Regions from separate parts of the Mus musculus genome. Here all the other regions are linked to region 3. The links are chromatin contacts, called in public HiChIP or PLAC-seq and promoter capture Hi-C maps. All regions are on one chromosome and are shown on one strand. The core of a region is the stretch at or near the end of the contact, and the rest is flanking DNA. Distances in the headings are between cores, read along the strand shown.

Region 1 (2,700 bases), core at 198-2,697, 1.5 Mb after region 3:
GGACTTACAGCTCTGCAGTTGAGAGCACTGGCTGCTCTCTCAGAGATCTCTATTTGATTCTTAGCACCCACCCTAGGCCTCACAACCACCTGTGACTCCATTTCCAGGAGAGGCAACATCCTCTTTTGGCTGTAAGGACCGCAGCATACGACCTTGGTGTAGACTTAGGCACAGGGTTCCTCTGTATAGCCCTTGCTGTCCTGGAACTCACTTTGTAGACCAGGCTCGCATCAGAAATCTGCCTGCCTCTGCCTCCCAAGTGCTGGGATTAAAGGTGTGTGCCACCACCACCGAGCATAAAAACATTTTTAGAAAGTTAAAATATAAGCAATATAAGCTGGTTATTTTGTCTAACTTGAAATCCAAGTTATTCAGAGTAAGCCAATTTGTACCAACAGACTTAGGTCGGGTCTGTTTATCTTTTTTTTTTTTTTTTTTTTTTGGTTTTTCGAGACAGGGTTTCTCTGTGTAGCCCTGGCTGTCCTGGAACTCACTTTGTAGACCAGGCTGGCCTTGAACTCAGAAATCCGCCTGCCTCTGCCTCTGGAGTGCTGGGATTAAAGGCGTGCGCCACCGCCCAGTTTATCTATCTTTTTAAACAAGACACTCAAAACACAGCGTTCCTCACAAGCTTTTGGCAGTACAATAAATAAAACTTCAAGAAATGTCTTTACTTCGAATCACCTATTTGTCTCAGAGAAAATGAAGTATCTACTTTGCTCGCATCGTGTTGAGAAGCCACAACCCAATTCCACAGAATCCCAAAACCTCACATCACTTAACAAAACAAAACCAAGTCTCCTTAATTTCTGAGAAACGGCCGCCACAAAATAGGTCGCTCCCTTTCGTAGGCGAGCCCTTCACGTCCGACAACCCAGTGGCTGCGCTAGGGGATTTCGGCCATGGGTGGCTTGGGGCACGTGGCGGCCAGGGGATCCGATCTCCTCCTGCCTCAGTGGAGATGAGACTGAGCACACAGCACCCCCGGGGCAGGTCACTTCCTGAGACCACACAGTCTCGGGATCCGCGGTGGACCTCCGCTCCTTTCAAAGGCCCCTTCGCCTTCAGTTTCTCAGTCACCCGCCTCTCTCTCCAGGGGACCTCTGCCCCCCTGGGGGCGGCGACTGACGAAGCTCTCAAGGCGAGAAACGGCTCCCAAAGCCGCTCGCGAGTCCCCCTCTGCCCACAATGCACCGGGACGAGCAGGAAGGCCGCTCCGACCCCTCATTTTCCCGCGAATTCAGTTCAAAGAGGCGTCCGGGCCCGCGGTCGGCAGCGCGCACGGGCCAACCAAGCCGCGCCTCCGCGAGAAGCGCCTCCGCGTGACTGACGGGGGACTCTGCGGACCAACGGGCTGGGCGGCCCGGCGGCGCGCGCTCCCGCCGGCCAATCAGAGCGCCGGGCGGGGAAAGTGGGCGGAGCGAGGCCAGGGTAGGGTGAGCGGCCTCCGAAGCGGAGCGGGGCTCGGAGGAGACACTTTTTTTTTTTCCTCCCTCCTTCCCTCCTCTCCTCCTCCCTTCCCTTCCCCTCTCCTCCCCTCTCTCCTCCTTCCCCCCTCGGTCCGCTGGAGCCTGCTGGGGCGAGCGGTTGGTGTAGCAGGCGCGCTCACTCTCCGGGGCCGCCCGGCGGGTAGCTGGCGGGGGGAGGAGGCAGGAACCGCGATGGCGCCTCAGAAGCACGGCGGTGGGGGAGGGGGCGGCTCGGGGCCCAGCGCGGGGTCCGGGGGAGGCGGCTTCGGGGGTTCGGCGGCGGCGGTGGCGGCGGCGGCTTCGGGCGGCAAATCCGGCGGCGGGGGCTGTGGAGGCGGCGGCAGTTACTCGGCCTCCTCCTCCTCGGCGGCGGCCGCGGCGGCGGCGGCGGGGGCCGCGGTGTTGCCGGTGAAGAAGCCGAAAATGGAGCACGTCCAGGCTGACCACGAGCTTTTCCTCCAGGCCTTTGAGAGTGAGTGTGAGCGGCTTCGAGGGCAGGGGTGCCCCTCTCCGGCGTTCGGGGCACGGGGCACTCCGCCGGGTTCTCGGAGAGTCCACTTGCTTTGGGAGTGGAGGGAGGACTCGCTGGGGAACGCCGGGGTCCCGAGCAGGTCCCTGACTCCCGGAAGGGTCGCCCCGGGGCCCCCAGGTTCAGAGCAGCCTTGGAGGTGGGGACGTGACGGTTGAACTGAGCGCATATAGATCCCGAGACGAGTTGGTGTTTTCGTTTGTGTCTTCCTTACTCCACAAGTACAGGGATTATAGTTGTAGGTTTCGGGGGGACGAGACACAGCCTGTCCGGAGATGAGTGTTGTAAAGCCGAGGAAATTGTCATGGGTCTGAAATGCGTTCGTACCCACTCTGGCTGCGTGTGAGTGAACACGCAGCATTTGAAACCTTTTAAGCTTTTCAAACCTTTCCGCCCATTTTATGGGTGCGTAGACTGAGAGAGACAGAATGGGGCAAGCGTCCTCTCCGTGGACAACCTTGGAGTTGTTTCTTAATTCCAGAACATTTTTTTTTTAAATCCCGGTTTTTCGTTTTAAAAGATGCGTGGAGGGCGAAACTGACTTTTTTGGAAAGGGGATCACACAGTGCCTGGAAACAAACAATAGAATTTATAAACATTATGACTATAAATAAAATTGTTACTAAGTGGGCATTATATCCTGATGGTTTTGCACCTCTTTTGTGTAGATAGTGGAATTTAGCAATCTTCTAGCTGGGTATT
Region 2 (2,700 bases), core at 51-2,550, 1.4 Mb after region 3:
AGCAAAGTAAATAATGCCTAATGCTTTTTATTATTTATACATACTAACAAAGATTTCTCCTCCAAATTTAGGCTACTTAGGGGCTTGTCTTGGGGTGTGTGTGTGTGTGTGTGTGTGTGTATGTATACATTCTCTAGAATCAAACTCAAGGCGTTGGCATGCTAAGCAAGCACTCTGCAATGCTCTTAGCTTCAATGCTTAGGTTTTTGTTAACCAAATCTCTATCCTAAAATCTTGGGTCTATTTTCAGCATGTAAATTCTTAAAACCTAAATTGTCTCTAACTAAATATTACGACAAAGGAGTGAGCATACATGTGTTCTAAGAAAAACAGAATACTCAAGACAATATTTAAGAATGGTAACACATTTAGCACCGCGCCCCCCTTGTTTTTCCAGACAGGTAGCACTCACAGGGATCCGCCCACCTCTGCCTCCCAAGTCCTGGGATTGAAGGCCGGTGCCCTGACTCCGGGCAACATTTAGCACTTTCTAAGCGTCCTCGCGGTGTTTCCTAACGTTTTTCTTTGCGGATCCTACACTCACACTACTACTGCACTTTTATCTAGAGTCATAGAAAAGTAAACTGTTACAGAAAATCACTAAAAGTAACTGATTTTACCAAATTACCAAATGCCAACTATATTCCGTGCCCTGTGGCAGAGCGCTAAAGAAGCATAGGAAATGAATTGAATGGTCTTCAGTCTATAAGTTTAGTTAGGGAGACCTACCCACTCCCCCTGGGCTTCCGTGGCGCTGTACTCGACTATCTAAAGCTGTATACCCCAAACTTTTAAACTATAACCATTTTCTAATCGGAATTCTCCCGCCATTCACACTGCCCAGTATCCTTGACGGGCTAGGATCCTGGCTGGATCACCTTTACGGCCGCAAGACCCTGACCATTGGATGACGGTCAGTAGGAAGGGTAAACGGACTGATTATGGATCGCATTGCAATACGTTAAAGTTGAATTCTGACCGTGGTCAAATTCCAGCCACGGACTTTTCCCTCTGCTAGCATGGTAGCTACAAACAAACTCAGAAAAGTCAGCACGCCGGTCCCCGCCACACACTGGCCTCAAGCTCCCCTCCGGCCTCCCCGCTCCTTCCTCTTCCCTGATCCTCTCTCACTTAATCTCCGCGTGACTGAAGAGTCCGATGCGCTCCAGCTGTTCCAACTCCGGGATTCGATCTTCTATACGTTCCTGAATTATCTCCGCCATGAGGCTGGAACTTCACAAGCAGCCGGGCGGCCGATAAGCGTAGAGAACAGCCACCTTTCAGCCTCACTCTTAGTGATTGACTGAACGTGCTTCGTAAGTCCCGCCTTTTCCGCTTCCGCCATTGGGGAGCCCCTCTTTTCTAGCGAAGCCGCTGTCGCCTCCCTGTGGTTGACTATAGGATTGCAGCAAGAACCTTTTCCGGTCTGGGAATGCATCTTTTGCGGGGGCGGGGCTGGGGGCGGGGCTAAATCCTCGCGCCTCGGAGACCGGAAAAAGCTCCTCCCGGAATACCTGATAGGAGCTTTAAGTACGCTACCTGGAAGTCATTTGTTTTTATCATGCTCCTGTCGCAGGTTCTCGCTTCTCGTCACCGAGAACACTGAAAACTAAAAAATGTAACTGAAGACGATATTGTTAATTATGCAAATTCGATGAGGCTCTAAGGCTGCGGACCAGCTGCCCTGGTCTTAGTCGGCTGGCTTCACGAAACCAGTATGGTAACCGTGCATTTTCACGTCCCAATGAAAGCCTCTGAATGGTTGGTTCTTTTTAAAATGGTGAGAAAAAATGTATTATTTAAATAATTAGGGCCATCGTGCTACCTAGCCTGGCAACCTAAATTCGGTAGAAGGAGAGCACTGACTCCTGCAAATTATCCTCTGATCTCAACACGCGTTCTATGGCGCGTGTGCCCGCCCACGTGAATACACACACGGTTTTTAAATTAAAAATAAATATCTTGACCTATGTAGACAAAATACTTCAAAATTTTAGGCACTGGATAAATAGCAGAAACTGTCATTTGTTTTAGAAAACAATGAAAAGTTTGAAAGTTGGTGAAATAGATCAATATTTACACAGATCTTCCTTACAACATTGTCCAAGCAAATTAGTGTTTCTAAGAGATCCACCTTGGAAGCAACATTGCTGTATAATTACTACCACCTTAAAAAAAAAATCTGTGGTTCCCTTCTCTGTTAAGTTCTGGAAGATGATAAAAAGCCAAAGCAGGGCTTCTTGCTAGACCTGTTATTAGAACACTCACGTCGTTACCCCGGTCTTCTACGTGATTTATGAGAGGGAACTAGACTTCATAGTCACCCAGAGCCACCCAGCTCCTTGCTTTCCTTCCCTTTCTGTTTCACATCTTGTCCCACTGGCCTCAGAACTGACACAAAGGTCAATGTGAGCTTCATCACTTCCCAGCCCTTTCAGATCTAAGATCTGAGACATGGAAGGAAATCATGTATGTAAATTAAAGATGCAGTTTCCTTGTAATAGTAACGCAGGACTTGTTGTTATTAGTCAGAATGGGGATGACTGTGAACAGCAAGTCCAGTGTGGGCAGGAAGCTTGTAATAATAAAAAAAAAAATCAACAAATAAATGCGCAAGTGTAAGGCATTTATAACGTTTCTTTAAGTTCAAGGAAGTCAACAAGCCTGACAGATTGTAATCCTTCCTTTCCAGACAAATTT
Region 3 (2,700 bases), core at 117-2,616:
CAACCTCTTTAATACCGGAACACTCAGTCGTTTCCTGTTATTCCTCATGTTTTACAGGTAAAACCCACAACACTGGTCCTCAAACAAGAATTAAGTATATACATCAGCTTGCTAAACTAAAACTGACCCTGAAGAGATTTCAGTATGTCCTTGGAATGGTCGGGAGTGGGGGGCTTTCAGGAAGGTCTATATTGGTGCTATATTAAGTAGCATATCCTTTTGATGGCTTAATTGCTTTCAGTGATGGAACATGGAGGAAACGAGCTCCGGGAGTCTGACAGTAACACTACAATGCTAGACTGGTGAGCGACTGACCGCCTTACCTCAAAGCGGGAAAAAAATCAACTCCTCAACAAGTTTTAGCAAGTTCCTCACATACTTTGTGTGCAGTCCCATTTCCCCAGAATCAAGGAAGCACATAAACACGTTCTGCCAAATCAAAGAAACCCAAGTGACTAGGCTTGCCAACTGAGGAAGTCAAATCCGGAGCTAATCTATTCTTTTCCTCCTAAGAGCTACTTTGAGTCCTAGATGACGTCAGACCAGATTCCACCCAGACCAATTAGGTCCAAGAGTCCAATGGCAGGTGACGCCCTAGAAAGAAATTTCTGAGAGGATGAAGTTTCCACTGATAGTTTCAGGGCTCTTTCCTCAGGACTTCGCCTGTGGATAGAGGGGTAATCCTGGGGCTGGGGAACATACACGTGTCTCTATGGGAACCTAATGCGAAGCCAAGCAGAACAAAGCGCAAACGATCACGGTAGTTCAAAGACTTGGGGTTCTAAAGGAAGGACACGAGGTACGGCGAGGTGGGAAGGCTGATTTTGGCAAGAAAGGTCAGAAATCGTGGAAGCGGCTCTTATGTTTCACCCAAAGGCTCTCCAGTGGAAATGGAGAAACATCCCATGTCTCTCGTTGCAGTGTAGGCTGCTCTCCCGCCACACCCCTCCTCTTCTGAAAAACTGAGATCCGTGGTGCCTCCCATCCCCAGAAAAGACCTGAACTTCATCCCCGCGCGCCATCCCGTGCCTTTTGCCCAGGACTCAGCAGAGCCTGTCCTTCCCCTCTGCACCCGCACCTCTGGCTCTCACCGTCCGCGGGGACGCCTCTCCGAGTCTCAGTCAAGTAGCAAGCGGACTCGGTGCCACCTCTGGCCTGCGGCTGCCTGCAATCTCGGCTGTGAGCTCACATCCTGCGCCCGCCGACTCCGGAGTTACAGCCCAACCCTACAGATCGGGAAAGAGACTACAAGACCCGGCATGCACAGCGCGCGAGCTAGCAGTGGGTCGAAAACTTGACGTTTGACTTCCTTCTACTTCCGGGTTCGGGAACAAATCTACTTCCCGTGTCGTAGTCCCCGCCCCCTGAGCAAAGGCTTCTGGGCCTAGTGGGCAGTTATCGCGTGTTGCATCTATTTCCCAGCAAGCACCGCAGGGTGGGCGGATGCTGGTGCTTCTGGACTCGGGGGTGACGTGTGGCTCCTAGATCTTGTCTCCGTGGCAGCAGCCGGTTGCAGTTGCCGGAGAGAAGCTTCTACCGACAGTCGTCAGGGCCGCAGAGCGCTGCCGAGGCGGCTCGTCAGGTAGGTCGGGGACGTGGAGGACTTGGGACGGGAGGAGGCCGACGTGACCCAGCGCCGAGGATTGGCTGGACCGGGTGGAAAGCGGCGGTTTCCCTACCTCGGAGTTTTTAGGGATCGGGTTTACACTCAGCTCAGCCTGGCTCCCTCGATGTCACCGGTGAACCGAGGTTCGGACATTGCAGGAGTATAATTTAGTAAAGACAGCCGCGCCATTTGCCCAGTTCTTCCTGTGTCTACGCCTTCTCCAAACTCCACAGCTACAACTATTTGTTGTGCCTGCGGACCTGGGAGAGCCAGGGAGCGTAGAGCCAGGCACAGCCTTCATGCTTAGGAAACTCAATCCCACGTTCCTGGAGCATATTTGTGGTGGGAGTTAGGGGTGGGCTGGGGATCTGATAGCCCGCTATGTACCATATCTATCTTACCCATCTCTTTAAACTGTCCTTTCCAGCCATACTCTCGGTCCAATCCAGATCCATGGCAATCGTGTTTGGCTCCTTTCTTCACTTTTCTCCAAAGTGCTGCATTAAGCATTACTAAATTCTGTCAATTCAGACATCATCTGATCTCTGAACTCCCGTTCGGCTTCAAATCTTTTCTTCTGTTACAGCCTTCTGTTTCCACATGAATTCATTCATTCTGCAAACATTATCAGAGTGCCACTTACCTGCAGGCAGCCTGCTTAGAGATGCTTGGCTCACAGTGAGAAATTTGGAAAGGACGCCTCTATTCTGCTCTTCCCTGTTCCCTCTGTTTGGCCAAGGCAGTGAGTGATCTTTCCAACTCTGATCAATAAGCACTGCCGAAATCCACTGCTAGCGGTTATCATTATAAAAAATAATCCAAGTTCAGCTGGGTGTGGTGGCGCATGCCTTTAATCCCAGCACTTGGGAGGCAGAGGCAGGTGGATTTCTGAGTTCGAGGCCAGCCTGGTCTACAAAAGTGAGTTCCAGGACAGCCAGGGCTACACAGAGAAACCCTGTCTCGACAAACAAAACAAAACCCAAGTTCATTTACTCATCCAGCTATAGCCGGTTGCCAGCCTTGCTCCCTCTTGCTGTTTTGATCCCAGGACCCTTTGTGTCAAAATCTTCCAGCCTTAGGACGCCCCCATATGC
Region 4 (2,764 bases), core at 218-2,717, 1.1 Mb after region 3:
GTGTGTGTGTGTGTGTGTGTGTGTGTGTTTTAATTTATTCTGCTGTTATCGCCAAATGATCTGTTTATAATGCATTGGACTGTTTGCAAGCACAGCTGTGTACCACAGAGACAGTTTAAGTTGCACTATCCACAGTCTCCAGGGAACCTTCCGGCTGGATGAGGACTCTTTTGGTTTCTCACCCAAGTCAGCTCCAAAACCCCTCTGGCTCTGGGTAGTCCCTCATCCTGAGGCCACCTCCCTGAGAAATGGAAGAAGGCTAGAGCCATAGTATTCTGCGTGGTGGTGTCCAACTGGGCTTCGGCAGGGAGGAAGCTATATGAGGTGTCTGGTAATGCTGAGGGTGGCCAAACAGACCGTGTCGGAGAAAGCTAAGGCACTATCAAGAGACAGAAGTGTATCAATTCAGTTGAAGATTGCAGTTATGCGGGCTGAGTATATCCTGGTGTTAGATTATTTACCTAGGTTCTCATAATTGAGCCTGATCAGATTGAGACATACTTGCAACAATGGTTCTCAACCTTCCTAGTACTAGGACCCTTTCCTCATGTTGTGGTGACACTCACATCCATGAGGTCATTTTATTGCTACTTTATAGCTGTAATTGTGTTACTGTTATGAATTGTCATGTAAATGCCTGATATACAGGATCTGATATGTGTCCCCAAAAGGGTCAGAACCCACAGGTAAGAAACACTGACTTAGAAGATTAGGAAAGGCCATTCAGGGTGGGTTGGGGAGGGTGTTTTCAGAGAGGGTTAACTAAAAGGAGATGTGCCCTGAATATACAGGCCCCGCCATCCTGTCAGACGGAATGAAAGGACAAGAAAGGGAAAAGTCGGTAGATCAGGTTCACCACCACCACCACCACCACCCTGCCCTTCCCCACCATGAGGTATGACGCTTCTACCACACATTCCTACTGCCGTGTTACTCTGTCTTACCTCAGTCTCCAAGCAATGGATCCCAGTGAGACTCTGAAACCATGAGCCAAGATAAGTTCGTCCTCCCTCCCTCCCTCCCTCCCTCCCTCCCTCCCTCTCTTCCTCGAGTCCTTCATTGACAACAGGACTAACACAAGATCTAGGGCAGGAACAGGACAGTGGGTTTTGTAAGGTGGGAACAGTAACGGATCTGGTCATTCAGAGATTCACCATCTGACGATGACTTAATTCTAATACAACAGGGTTTATTAAATACTGACCGGGGAGCTGGAGAGATGACTCAGAGGTTAAGAGCATTGGCTATTTCTCCAGACGTCCTGATTTCAATTCCCAGCAACCACATGGTGGCTCATAACTATCTATATTGAAGTCTTCTGGCTTGCAGGCATACATGTAGGCAGAATGCTGTATATATTATAAATAAATTAATTAAAAAAATATACTGGCCAAGACCATTCCTGAGACTCAAGCTCAGAGAATGGCCCCCGAATTCCATTAGTCAGGAGTTTATAAAGGCAAAACTCACGAGGCTACAAACTTCCTGCCTTTGTCCAACCAGGGGCAGGCATATATCCTGACGTACTTCCTGCCTATGTACCTCCTCCGCCTACCCATGATCAAGTGCATATCCTGTGCAGTTGGGGCAACCAAGCTTGTTTACAGAAGTGAAAATGTGTGGTTTGTTATCGTACATAAACTACAGCATTTCAGGAAGTTATCTGTCCTTGAGCAAGTGGACCTTACAGGTTACAGGCTTTTGTTTTGTTTTGTTTTGTTTTGTTTTGTTTTGTTTTTTAGAGACAGGGTTTCTCTGTGTAGCCCTGACTGTTCTGGAACTCCCTCTGTAGACCAGAACGCCCTCAAACTGAGAGAGATCCCCCTGCCTCTGCCTCCTGATTAAAGGCATGCACTACCCCCTGGTGAAGCATTTCTGCTTTATATTTCTCTTAAGCACAGTAATTTAAACTTAAAACATAGTGTTGCTATCACAGGAATAAAGAAACTGAATAACAGGAACAAAAAGCTGATTGGCCAGCATCAAACTGCTATTTTGAAAGGGTTAAGGTAGCAGGAGACTCCCTTACCGTACCAGCTAAGACCCTCCTGATTTCCACATAGCAGTTTAGTTTCCGTCTTAGTGGCACGAGACACTGTCATGAGCAAGGCTCTTTCTGTCCAGTCTGCTTAGTGCAGATGCCTGCTCCTCACAAAGGGAACCTGTAAATTTTGTCTAACAATTTGAAGATGACAGAGACTAAACGTCCAGCCGCTGTGGGGCCAGGGTACAAGTCTGGTTCCAGACTGTGCTCAGCTTGAGAACCGTTAGGGGTAGACCTGGATAACCAGGCTCCAAGTGTGTGTAAGGCCAGCGCTGAGGGCTCCAGAACTGTTTTACTGTGTCCGGTCCATGAATGCATTCAGGACCAATGGAACCAGACCTGGGACAGAGAACCCCCAATGTGGGGCTGACACTAAGTGGCCCTGGACTCTTTTTGGGCCCAGCCTTTGTGGAGGGTGCAGAATGAGTAGGCGGTACCGTCATTTAAAAATGGGATCCGCACCTCACTAAGGCCACTGACTACCCATACAACTTCAGCAAGTTCCCCTCAACATCTCAGAACCTCAGTTTTCTTGGCCAAAAAGCAGGACTTGCCCAGCCAGGCTAGGTCTGATTTAATGCAAGGACAAATCAGGGATCCACAATCATCCGAGTCTCTGCATCCCCTTCACCCTTGAGGTCCAATGTTTCAAAGACATGTCAAAACGAAGCTTGCAGTGAGAAGTTGGAGAACAGAGATGCACTGAGGCCAAGAACCCCA
Region 5 (2,700 bases), core at 38-2,537, 1.1 Mb after region 3:
TTCATTCATTCATTCATTCATTCATTCATGTGTTAGTACCTCACAGAGAGGCATCCACCTACCAAGAAAAGAAAAACAAAAACAAAAACAAAAATCACTTTTCAGGACGGTACACCTCCCCTCTCTAGTGGTTGACTCCATGAACACGGTAGACTCTGATCCTTAAAGCCACAAGGCTTTCTTCCCAGGGAGATTGGACCTCTGGAAGAGTAAAGCATCAAATGGGGGGACAGCCTGGCTCACCCTTGGAGTCCTGACTCCAGGGGAGACTAAGCAGTCGCCACTCAGGACATCCATATTTAAGACTCATCCTGAAGACCAGAATGGAATTGGAGGCTCAGAGAGGGAGGCCCTGTGTGGTCCTTGTGCCAAACTGGGTACAAGTCCCCTGCACTCCCTGTTCACACCACTGAATTGCTCTGGGCTCACACTTGACCAGAGATCAAAAACATGAGGACACTAAGACATAGCATAACCCTTAGAGTTTCCCACCATGCACACCCTAGCAAAGTTTTAGAAATGCATGGGGATTTGGAAGAAGGGCTCAGAACTGAGGTGAGACAGACTGAGGAAGAAGCCTGCGCATATCTGGGGGCTCAGGCAAGGTCTGTGCTTGAGTTGGGCGCAACCACTCCTAAGTGGTCTGTTGTGCTGAACAAGGTTGATGGGTAGACGGGAGACTAGGCTTGACCTCTGCTCAGTTGAACTTCACTAGGAGAAGGCAAAATTGGTTGGGTCGTCCACACCCAGGATGGAGTCCCGAGCTCTGAGAGGCTGCCAGCAAAATAAGAGAGGACAGGAGCTACGGGTTCCCAAGCCACCGGTGTTTCTGGGCCCTGTTGACACTAAGCCTAATGGAAGACACTTCCTCCCACCACCACTTCTAGTCCCCTCCACCCGCCACCATTCTAAGGTTCCCTGCTCCTCCACACTGCGCCCATCCCTTTCCTTCAACAAGCGGAACGGCTTCTCAGGGGTCTCCGCTTCCAGGGAAGCGAAAGCAGCAATCGAATACTAGGCAAGGAACACCTGCAACACCCAGCGCTGACAAAGGACGCGGCCGGTGCACACTGGCTAGCCGCGGGGTGCACGGGCCGCGCTGAGTTCCAACCACCCCCCACCCCCCAACTCCAGCTCAGGTCTAGGAGGGGCGGAGCCTGGGGAGGCTCGGGTCCTTTTGTCTGCAGCCCCGCCCCGCCCCGCCCCCACGCGGGCCCGCGGCGCGCGGCAGACACGAGCGGCTGACACGAGCGGCCGCCGCGGGCGGAGGCTGCGCGCCGCAGACCCGGGCGGTGCGAGCGCGATGGCGAAGGCGGCAGCGCGGGGCTTGGGCTAGCTGCCGGCGGCGCGGATGGCGGGTGGCGCGGGCTGGGCGGGCGCCCCCGCGGCTCTGCTGCGCTCCGTGCGCCGCCTGCGCGAAGTGTTCGAGGTGTGCGGCCGCGACCCCGACGGCTTTCTACGCGTGGAGCGCGTCGCGGCGCTCGGCCTGCGCTTCGGGCAAGGAGAGGAGGTAAGGAGCTCGGGCGCGTCCCCGGGCCGGGGAAACCGCAGGGACCCCGCGCAGTCACATTCCGGGCCTCTCTGTGGATCACATGGCATGCCCGCGGTGGCCGGCCGGCCCACCTGCCGTTCCCCCTGGTCTGTCTCCAATCCCCCTTGATGTTTGGGGAGGGGAAGAGGTGCCCTTAAAATCCAGTCTCTGAGCACCCCCTCCCACACACAACCAAGTCACAGGGCTATGTGTGCACCGTGCCAGGCCTACGGGTGACAGGGATAAGCAGGGATGTTCTGCAGTCTCTGGTCCTTAGCTGTACCTACCCAACCTAGAAAAGAAGGGATGTCTGCTCCGGGCCACCCTGGATTCTGGTCCAGTTCCTGGTGACCTTCCACTCAAGCTAAATGGGCAGGCCTAGCTGGCAGCAGACTGTGCTGGCTGCAGAGGGCCAAGCAGGACCAAGCCGGGAGTGGTTAGCTGAGCCTCTGGTGTTGGTGTTGGGCCGCATGGGTGGCAGAGAGCAGAATTGTGGGTACTGTCAGCCAATGTGAAATGGCAGGGTCTGAACTGCCAGTGTGTAACGAATACCTATGCGTTGGGCTAGTGTCCTCCTGCCATCCTCACAGGGGCTAGTATCCGTGTCTGAGAGAAGGGCAGGACACCGTGTTAATGAAACCCTGCAGTGTTGAGCGTCTCTGGATTCAAAAGACCTGGTTGAACTTTGGGTTTCTAAGGTCATCTGAGACCCTCTGGGCCTTGGTTTCAACTGCTGTACTGGATGGCAAGTGGGAGGTGATGACAACCCCTTTCTAGGTGGCTGGGCACTCGCCAGAACCTGGAAATCCCCGAGAGCAGGAGGTGGAGGAGGGAGGCAGGTGTCAGGTGTGAGGACTCTGGTCCCCAGTCTCAGACAGCTTACTACTGCAGTTCTCCTTAAAGTCCTTTATCTCCTCTCTGGTTTGCTCGGGAGCATCTCCTGCTGCTACCTCAGCCTTTCTTCTACAGAGGATGCCAGCGTCCCACTTCTTGGCCAATACCTTCTACCTGAGCAGGCTGAGCAGCCCAGGAGGCTACAGGCTGCTGGTGTGGAGAATTCTCCTTGCTTTGGGCGGAAACCTGGGATCCAGAATCAGAAAACCTCAGGCATGGGGATGGCCCCCACTGGGGCCTCTGGCAGAGGGCTGGCTGGAGCCGTTTAATAGTAT

Evidence for each region. Promoter capture Hi-C pulls out the DNA fragments that hold promoters and counts their contacts. HiChIP or PLAC-seq counts read pairs in DNA pulled down with a chosen protein or histone mark. Capture Hi-C pulls out chosen DNA fragments and counts their contacts.
Region 1: a contact with region 3 is called in an H3K4me3 HiChIP or PLAC-seq map of pro-B cells, with 4 times the contacts expected there. The contact joins the promoter of Suz12 here to the promoter of Ift20 in region 3. A contact is called at or near these places in 4 of 39 promoter capture datasets (hippocampal neurons, liver and pre-B cells) and 3 of 115 datasets of contacts at active chromatin or transcription factors (astrocytes, pro-B cells and thymic regulatory T cells).
Region 2: a promoter capture Hi-C map of adipose tissue shows a contact between it and region 3, with 3 times the contacts expected there. The contact joins the promoter of Utp6 here to the promoter of Ift20 in region 3. A contact is called at or near these places in 2 of 39 promoter capture datasets (hippocampal neurons and pre-B cells), 1 of 484 Hi-C or Micro-C datasets (B cells), 5 of 115 datasets of contacts at active chromatin or transcription factors (embryonic stem cells, large pre-B cells, pro-B cells and 2 more) and 2 of 9 other capture datasets (adipose tissue and liver).
Region 4: a contact with region 3 is called in a promoter capture Hi-C map of pre-B cells, with 9 times the contacts expected there. The contact joins the promoter of Rab11fip4os1 here to the promoter of Ift20 in region 3. A contact is called at or near these places in 1 of 39 promoter capture datasets (pre-B cells) and 1 of 115 datasets of contacts at active chromatin or transcription factors (embryonic forebrain).
Region 5: an H3K4me3 HiChIP or PLAC-seq map of embryonic forebrain shows a contact between it and region 3, with 6 times the contacts expected there. The contact joins the promoter of Rab11fip4 here to the promoter of Ift20 in region 3. A contact is called at or near these places in 3 of 39 promoter capture datasets (the HPC-7 cell line, embryonic stem cells and hippocampal neurons) and 2 of 115 datasets of contacts at active chromatin or transcription factors (embryonic forebrain and large pre-B cells).

What each region holds. Positions count from the first base shown.
Region 1 is chr11:79,991,659-79,994,358 of GRCm38.p6, forward strand. Suz12 (SUZ12 polycomb repressive complex 2 subunit) reads left to right here and starts at 1,448. Exons shown (of 16, transcript NM_199196.2): 1 at 1,448-1,941. The coding sequence starts at 1,662.
Region 2 is chr11:79,961,087-79,963,786 of GRCm38.p6, forward strand. It overlaps Utp6 (UTP6 small subunit processome component), which reads right to left and starts at 1,301. Exons shown (of 19, transcript NM_144826.3): 1 at 1,132-1,301. The coding sequence starts at 1,223.
Region 3 is chr11:78,534,995-78,537,694 of GRCm38.p6, forward strand. It overlaps Ift20 (intraflagellar transport 20), which reads left to right and starts at 1,367. Exons shown (of 6, transcript NM_018854.5): 1 at 1,367-1,582. It overlaps Tnfaip1 (tumor necrosis factor, alpha-induced protein 1 (endothelial)), which reads right to left and starts at 1,266. Exons shown (of 7, transcript NM_001159392.1): 1 at 1,092-1,266.
Region 4 is chr11:79,621,696-79,624,459 of GRCm38.p6, forward strand. It overlaps Rab11fip4os1 (RAB11 family interacting protein 4 (class II), opposite strand 1), which reads right to left and starts at 1,468. Exons shown (of 3, transcript NR_003283.1): 1 at 1,205-1,468. The region is part of intron 3 of Rab11fip4 (RAB11 family interacting protein 4 (class II)); the gene reads left to right.
Region 5 is chr11:79,589,925-79,592,624 of GRCm38.p6, forward strand. It overlaps Rab11fip4 (RAB11 family interacting protein 4 (class II)), which reads left to right and starts at 1,288. Exons shown (of 15, transcript NM_175543.3): 1 at 1,288-1,510. The coding sequence starts at 1,352.